Linked DNA regions of Rattus norvegicus: region 2 is linked to region 1. The links are chromatin contacts, called in public Hi-C maps. All regions are on one chromosome and are shown on one strand. Each heading gives the region's core, a stretch centred on a gene start, on an enhancer-like site or on the middle of the called end of the contact. The rest is flanking DNA. Distances are from core to core; before and after follow the strand shown. Region 1 overlaps Cpvl (carboxypeptidase, vitellogenic-like). Region 2 overlaps Chn2 (chimerin 2).

What was found. A called contact is a pair of places that touch in the nucleus more often than the background predicts.
Region 2: a contact with region 1 is called in a Hi-C map of psoas muscle, with 2.6 times the contacts expected there. The contact joins two enhancer-like sites. A contact is called at or near these places in 12 of 12 Hi-C or Micro-C datasets (the A7r5 cell line, the Rat2 cell line, Schwann cells and 7 more) and 1 of 1 datasets of contacts at active chromatin or transcription factors (oligodendrocytes).

Annotation. Positions count from the first base shown.
Region 1 is chr4:84,396,858-84,401,013 of GRCr8, reverse strand. All of the region lies in intron 3 of Cpvl (carboxypeptidase, vitellogenic-like), which reads left to right. Among named protein-coding and RNA genes, the nearest start is that of Cpvl, 17 kb to the left of the region's middle. Within about 2 kb of position 1,718, at least 6 of the 93 cell types and tissues checked have an H3K27ac peak or open chromatin away from gene starts, as enhancers often do.
Region 2 is chr4:84,675,711-84,680,275 of GRCr8, reverse strand. The region is part of intron 6 of Chn2 (chimerin 2); the gene reads right to left. Among named protein-coding and RNA genes, the nearest start is that of Prr15, 84 kb to the left of the region's middle. Within about 2 kb of position 2,600, at least 1 of the 93 cell types and tissues checked has an H3K27ac peak or open chromatin away from gene starts, as enhancers often do.

The DNA.
Region 1 (4,156 bases), core at 469-2,968:
TCAAACATCTGCTGTCTCAGTTCACAGTGAGACTCAGAGCACTGCCTGACCTGGGTCTCAGGACAATGGAGGTTATGGAGCCAGTTACAGGAATGGCCGACTTACAATAAACAATACTTTTATTGTTGTGTCCTTGTGATTACTGTCACTTTGGTGACACCAGTTGCCACCGATGCTGAACCAAATAAATTATGGTTTGTGGGCTTTAAAGAAAATAGAGGGAAATTGCAAGTCAGAAGGCCCCAATCATCAAGCAAGAATGTGGATTAATTGCTACTGGATAAGGGAATTATTAAGTGAAATTGGGATTTGTCTCACTTCAGAAGATAAAGAGGCTCCTGAAGCTGTCTTTGTTGCAAAGAGATAGCCAGATTTTGACCTTATCTTGTAGGAACACCAGTAATTTGAAGTGTTCAGAGTTAGCCCAGCCCGTTTCCTGGGGTCCACCCCTTGCTCTTCTGGTAGAGACAAAACAGGATTCCTGGTGTGTGTGTGTGTGTGTGTGTGTGTGTGTGTGTGTGTGTGTGTGTGTGTGTGTGTTTTCTTCCTCTCTCTCTCTCTCTCTCTCTCTCTCTCTCTCTCTCTCTTTCTCTCTCTCTTTCCCGTCCGTCCGTCCTTCCTTTCTTTCTTTCTTTCTTTCTTTCTTTCTTTCTTTCTTTCTTTCTTTCTTTCCTTCCTTCTTTCTCTCTTTGCTGGGGTAGTGGGGAGTGCTTATAAAAGAGCCGGGAGACTGATGTCTGTGAGGGTGGCCTGGGGTTAGCCTATGAAGAGATGCTCACTCAGGAACCTGTAGGTTGGACCCTCCAAAGCCCGATAGCAGGAAAGGGAAGGTGACACAGGATTAGGCTTTCAGGAACTCTGCACACAGCCACCAGAGGATGGCAAAGGGCTGCTCTGATACTCTCGGTCTACACAGGTGTTTTCTGTGTTAGTGGAGGCAGATATTCTAAACTGTCCTGAGAACCCTCTGGACTGCTTGTCTTGGGAGTGAAGGTGGAATCAGAGGCCTGTCGATCCGTTGCCTGTACTCCCTCCTCAGGGTATCAGAACTTCCTTAGGAGCAGACAGTGTGTGGAGAAGAGAGGGCCCAGACCCTTGCTGTTTGTTAGAACCAGCTGGAAGCTTCAGAACAGTGGCAGTTGCTCCCTCTCAGGTGCCCTCCTCATCCAGGTTCCGGAGGGTGGAAGCGGCATGTCTGACGCGCTCCGTCTATCCTCGAACAGCTTGCAGGTGGTCTTGAACTTAGGGAAAACCAACTGGAGGTTAGGCTACGGGGACTCTGTTCCAGGCCTGCAAATTCTAGTTGTTTAACTTGGTATAGGGCATTTATTCTCCCTAATAAATGGGATTTGGGCTTCATTAAAGTAAGGACTGTCAACCTAGTTGATGTCTAGGGATGTACCTTAGTTCTACAAGAGACCCTCAACCAGAGCTATTCTGCTAGACATTTGACCCACAGTCAGCATAAGGGATGCTGTGTTATTTTAAAGCTTGGTAGGTTTTGGGTGGCTAAGGCCTTGTACCTTTGGGGTGAGCTATGGTATTTTGTGACTGTTGGCATCTACGTACTAAACCATGGGATGAAATCTAGGCAATGGTGATTGCTGCATAGGTTGGGCCCAAGTCCATGCATCTCTGGTCTAATTTACCATGACCCACCATAACAGTCTTTGCTGTTAGGTGATGAGGTCAGTAGAGGGCGCTGGAGGGACACCACAGCACAAACTGCCTTTTCTGTTTCCTGTTCTGTGTCTTGCTGCTCAGTTCAGTGACAACACTCTGCATTACTCGTTCACTCAGACCACCAAGACCCTCCGCCTACGTGACCATCCAGCTGCAGTCAGGAAACCCAGGGCACTTAGTCACCAAAGGGTTGTTCCTGGGCCTTCTTCAAGGAGGTCTGGAGCAGAGTGTTAGGTAGCCCATACTACTCCTTATGGGACTGACCCTCAATATAGGACACTTTAGGCCAGTGTCCTCTCTACACACCTATGGAGAAATCCCATTGTGTCTGTGCTTTAAAACTGTCTTCCCCGTCCCTTGGAAGACACAGGAAGCTTACCAGCATCCTGATCTTGGGTCAGCTCTCTGGCCTTCTGTCCGGTTCTCCTTGATGCTGTCTGTGTCCCCTCTGGCTGTAGCAGACATGCCTCTTGGAGCAGACTTACAGCCTAGCATTCCTGGCTAAACCAAGTAACTTGTTAATCACACAGGGAAACGGCTATGTGATTCTCATTCTTGACATATCAGTAGGCTTTCCTTCTTCGGGCACTTGGCCAACGTGACTGAACCATAGTTCCAGGCTTTCTCGGCCTTAGCTATGGAACCAACAGGGATTCACCAATGTGTGCTTAAAGGTATAGTGTGATTAGCCAAGTTCATTCACATCAGGTGATCTTCCTTGATCCAGTCAGCCAAGGATCATGTGATATAAACATGACTGATGGGCCTTTTCTATGATGAATGGATGTAGGGACCGGTTCTGTGAAAGGCTTAAGGGTCAACAGATTTCTCAAACTATACCCTTTGCAGGTGGTTACAGAACCACTGGCAATGTCAAGGCATTGGAGGCCATGGGTCAGTATCTTCCTATTTCTTTCTTGGTGTCCTTGAGGCACCAAGGACCCGAAATAACAAAGCCATATGAAACAAACCAATGTAGCCCAAAATTGTAAATTATAGACCTCTCTATTAATAAGTACATTAGGACACTGCAGAAGACTTTTTGTGCCCAATTGTCCTCCACGTGGGGAAATGAAGATTCTACACAAAGGCAGAAGTTATTAACCTTTCCAGTCATCTTTCATCTTATCTAGATCCAGAAATGAGACCAGACTCTCACATCCTCACTGCCTCTCATTCCTTCTAAGCTGTGGCTTTCTTGCCTGGGGCTCTAAGAAGCTTTCCCCACCTCCTAGGATGTTTAGGGAAGAGCCTTCTGAGGAGCCTATAGGCTTAGAGCTGCTCCTTGATGAGATAAATCAACGCTTGACAAGAATTCAGGGGAGCTTGGGGATGATCTAAGAAGATGGGGGGGGGAGCTGAAAAAGTTAATGTTCCCTATGAATGATCACAGGAAAGGACGGTTTAATGGTGTCAATAGGAAGCACAACAAACACCTTCCCTGGGAGCACACGGTTATCTTAAGCAAGCTGTTCACATGTGTTGGGACTATATGTGCAGAATTAAAGTGGTTCTGCAAAGCTATTTAATGATTCTGGTTACAAAACTAATTGCTTTAAATAAAAATCCTTTTCTTTGATTAACATGGTGTGGCAGCTGAGGCATCACCGGTGCAGAGATCTGTGGGCCAGAGTGGGAGTCCGTTCACATATACTTGAGGGGAATTTAAAGACATTTACTTTGGGTACTAATGACTTCAATTAAAAGAGAACATGTCACTTAAAGTAAGCAAGCCTCCAGTCTTTGCATTGCGAAATATAGAGAAGGTCTCATTGATTTACCAAAGCACACTTTCCATTTTAAGCCCAGCTTGAAGTCTGGCAGTGGCTGGCTGTTGCATTCTCTTACTTAGAGTGATGTTTCTTAGTGGGATGGAAGAAAAGGTTGGCTAGAAGAATGGATGCAGATTGGGTACTGGCCAAAACACTGCCCTCACACACGGTAAGCTGTTTAAATTCCCTAGAGCCACCTCGATAGAATTGTCTGTGTAAAACACAATCACTTGTTACACTGTTTTGTTTTGTTTTGCTGTATTCTTTCTTCTTTCATTTATTTATTTATTTACTTACTTACTTTATATCTCGATTGCTGCCCTCTCCCATATAGTCCCTCCCCTCTCCTTCTCCTCTGAGAGAGAGTGGAGGCTCCTCCCCCTTGGATATACCCTCATCCTGACACGTCAAGTCTCTACAGGGTGAATCCTCTCCCACTAAAGCCAAACAAGGTAGCCCAGCTAGAAGAACAAATCCCACATATAGCCAACGGCTGTATACAGTGGGATAGTCCCCGCTCCAGTTGTTCAGGACCCACGTGAAGACTGACCTGCACATCTGCTACAGATGTTTGGAGAGGCCTAGGTTCAGACCGTGTATGCTCTTTGGTTGGTGGTTCAGTCTCTGAGAGCCCCCAAGGGTCCAGGTGAGTTGACTCTGTTGGTCGGCCTGTGGAGTTCCTATCCCCTTCAGGGCCCTTA
Region 2 (4,565 bases), core at 1,351-3,850, 280 kb before region 1:
TATGGTGTAACCAACTACTTTCTGATAGGATTTAAGCTTTGCCTAAATGAAATCTTTGCCCGACACCATTTTCATACTAAGAACCTATAGCTAGACAGGTCATGGGCCGCAGAGAGGATCAACTATGTTTACATTGCTAAATGGCAACATGCTAATTACATACCAATTCCTACTGACGTATCGTTACACTCATAGATTAGTGCATCTTTCGACTGTCATCTGAGAAGCTTTTTTTTGCAGGAGCTGGTGACTAACACAGAGACCCACAACTGGACAAGGCATCGAGAATAAGAGACTGAAAAACCTGCAGCCCTAAATGGAAGATGTGTACTGCACCCCTTTCCTAAAGTCCGGGCATCACTGAAGAAGAAGGGGAGTAAAGAGTGTAGGAGCCGAAGATAGTAGAAGACCACAAGGAAGAAGTGTTTCCTTGGCATGGCAGGGCAGCTGCATGCATGAACTCACAACAGTTATGACAGCACACGCAAGACGTGTAAAACTCCAAGCAACACCAAATCGCAACACGGACAGGGAGCTGGACATGAAGTCCCACCCTTAGCACTGGAGATTGTGGCAGAAGTTGTTAGCTGCCTGGAGAGGGGGAGATATTCTTCTTTAAGCAGACAGGGACCGGCACTTGGCAGAGGGTGAGGAAGAGTGAGAAAGCATGAGCTGTGTCATCTGCCTTCCAATTTTGCCAGGGGAAGAAGGTAAAATTGTAAGGCCGAAGGCAGGAAAGAGAGCGAGCGGGCTGTTGTTAATGAGGTAAGGCTGTGACGCACACAGAGCCACGCCCCGCTTATCTCTGTGAGTTGTGGTCCACAGGGCACTGCAAAGTCTCCTTGAGGTTAGACAGGACTCAATAGAGTTTGTCCAGGATGCTTCCTCACTTTACGAAGCCTGCATTTAGTAAGCATTTTCATTCAAAGGATTGGTTATGGTCAGGATGAAGAGTAGATCAGCAACATCGAACTTCCCCACTCTCCCTTCTGCTGTCTCCAGCCCAGTGCCCCACAGCTTCCCAATGTCACCTGGTCACAAGACTTTGCTTGGCACTCCATATGTCCTGCCTGGGCTTTCCAGATCTTATCCAACAGAGAACAGTTATGACCCTCCATTTGGCCTGTGTAGACACTGCTTTTTGCCGAAGTATAGTTCAAACAAACAACAAAACCTCCATCCACAACAGTCGGTGCAGGTACAAAATAATATCTGCTGACTTAAACAGTGAAGAGAAGGAATATCCCCACGGAACCCTTCTCCCCATAAAGTGGGAGTTGCTTCCTGTAATGAAAAGGCAGCCACTGCAAGAGCTGTGCTTCTTCCTGCAGACATGGCCTGGATTTCTTTTTATATTCCAGGAGTGGCAGAACTGCCGGCCAACAGAGGGCTGTCAGCATCACTGCCTCCCGTTTGTCAACTCTGGTCCCAAGCCGACCTTTTCCTTCTGTTTGTCTGCAACCAAAATATAGCTCAAATGAAAACCACCCTTCTATCTGGAAGGCCAGGGCGAGCTGCTCAAAATGCTCTTAACTATGAGCTAAACAACAAGAGATACACTGGGATTACCCATGATGCAAAGCAAGCTCTGACTGTTTCACCAATGATCAATGGTTTCATGTCTGTTATCTTCCACTCTTCCATTTTAAAAATAATAAATATTAGGCTGGATGACTGACAGGTACATTTAAAGCTACCATTTTACCGTGTGTGTATATATTTACTAGTAACCTTGGTTCCTTCCAGCAAGCATTCATTCCATGTATTCGCACTCCCTTGCCTCCTACTCCCTCAGGGAAGCTCTTCAGTTAAGAAGCAGGAAGAATTGAGCAGTGTTTAGTTCCCTACTGGGAGCTTAGGGAAATTCTTGCTAACCTTTTTGCATTTCAGGGAGAGCATTGGACCATAATTATGCCTCAGTTCTTTGCTGGTTAAACTTCAAACAACTTCACCTTTCCATAGTACAAAGGCAAAAGCAGGAGGCAGACATCTTTGAGGAATGAGGTGTAGTGTACCCCTGACTTCAGAGAAGTGTAGATTTTTGCATTAGGTGTTTTATCTGGTCAGTTCTCCAAACCCCTTAAATTCTACAGGAGTAGAATGGGCAATCCCCTGGCCACCCCACTTATTCTCCCATTGCTGTGGTGATAAACTGCACTTAGGAGGTGCTGTGGGGTAGCCTCCCAAGCACCTACAGTGTGTCTATTGTGAGCGTAACCTCCCAGCTATGTTAGCTCTCACCCAGTTCTCTATACTCCTAACTGTGGGTGCTGAGGTCTGGGCACAGGAGGGACAAGGATGGATCCTGTGGCAAAGGCTGTGGAAGGACAGGTTTCTCTATGTGCCGAGGTCACATTTCCCAGTATCATTCAGAGATGGGGACTGTAATGACAAGACTGAGACTGTGTTTGAGACTGTGCATGATGGGAGGGCTGGTGATTATCTACAAGCAGCTGAAAAGTCAGGGCACAACACAGGTTCTACCCTGTCCGCAGGGACGACTTCCCCCATCGGTAAAGCCTGAATGAGCAGCTGCACTGAGCTGTACTTGGGAGCTGTTCTGATCCACACAACAGGTGCACTTCCCCCTCCTGCTCTGGATGCCACCTACAGCTATTTCCCCTTCTTACTTCCCTAGCAGGGCCTGGCTTGGCCTTGCCCAGGCCTTGGCTGCAATCAATGTGTCCAGATACACACTGTTGCAAGACTAATTTTCTTCCTCTTTATTCCCATTTGCCAATGACTGTTCTGCAGGCAGGCATAGGGCATAGTGCTGGCCGGTGAGTGGGGAAGTAGAGGCTGGTGTTGAGAGTTTTGCTTGAGAAGGCACAGATGGAGAAAGCTCTTCTGGTTATCACCATCTTTGCTTTAAGCTATGGAAATCACATGATACCAACAGCAGGGCAGTGATCTTTATGGACCCTTGTGGACTAAGTCAAGGAGGAAGGCTGGGTGATGTGAAGATCTGTGGTCCATGATCAAGCCTCTGTCCCTAACCTCCTCTCCATTCCAATATGACCTTTCTATTCAAGAGACCCTAAGTATCCTCGAAGTTTAAACCCTTCATAGAGCATTTCTGTCCTTAAACAGCAAGACACTATTAATTCACACATTCTACATTAAGCCTATCACTTTCTAAGCACAACTGAAGTGAATTTTTAAAGCTGAGGCTCCTCATGTACTAACATTCAGTCAGTTACAATGCAAACCACACTGAATGCATAGACACAGCCACAAAGATTCCAGTACATGCCAGTGGCAGAAGCTCATGTACGGCAGGAAAACAGAGCACAGTGGCAGGTGCAAATTTACAAATGCACAATGCACAAACACCTAGTGATAACCTAGCTATAACGAATTTAAAAATCACACTTGCACCTTATAATTCTAAGTGTAAGGCAGCATTCCCTTAAGTGCTGCTCCGAAAGTCTAAGTGACCAAAACCAACCACCAACCAACCAACCAACCAAAACCCAAACAAACAAACAAACAAACTAAATGCTTATACACCCCTGAATTCTGAATCTGTGTGCCTTTGTGATGTATGTATGCACGCATGTGTTGTGTGTATGTGACTTTGTGTGTGTATATGTGTGAATGTATGCTGGTGCATGCATACATGCATGTGTATGTGTGTGCATGTGTCTCTTTGGGTCTGTATGTCTACAGGTGTATGCATGTGTATGTGTGAATATCTGTGTGTGTGTCCCCAAAGTGTAAGGTGACTGCCCAGTGAGGTAGGCTTACCAAAAGCCATCAATGTCTCTGTCGTATAAAATAGATTTTATGTGGTTGTATAAGATATCAAGGCAAAATCCAATCCAAACAGTAAACAGAGAGTCAAACCCTACAGAAAGGCCTGGTGGCTCCTCCCTGGCTACGCCTTACTGCTGCTTCCCCATCAGATCAGCCTGTAGATCATTTCTTGTACCACTTGTCATGGTCTCTGGAAAGACAAACAGCTCTTACCCTGCTCCTCCCTTCAACTGAGTAGCTGCCTCCTAGAGGTCCTGACCAACTTCTAGATCCCTTGGACAAAGAGAGGGCTCCAGCTCCAGTGTGAAGTTTCTGAATGTGTGTGGTTCAACATGATTGGTCTTGGAAAGCTCTGAACAAGATACTTGTGATACATGTAGGGAATGGGCCAGCAACCTTGCTAAGAGTCAGCTCCTGTGCTGACAGTGACGCAAGGCCTGAATGGAACCTTGATTTCTTCAAACAAATGGATGGATCATACAGAAAAGACAGGAGCTGGCAAGAAAGGTACACTCGAGAAGATGCAACCAAGGGCTGTGTGAGAGTGGTGGCAGCATGGCCACAGGTCAGGGCAGCAGAATTCTGGACTCTTACCATAACCTCTGCCCTGGAGCTATTTCCTTTCTCCCTTGATTATGGTATATATGATATCCTGCTATATAGTCACATTACACGATCAAAGGTTTTCTAGATGCCATTAAAGGACTATGGGGAGATTATCCAGGTGGGCAATCACAGCCCTTTCCAAGCAGGTTTTCTCTGGTTGTCAGCAGAATATTTAAAAAGCTGCTGCTTCTCCAATCAACCGG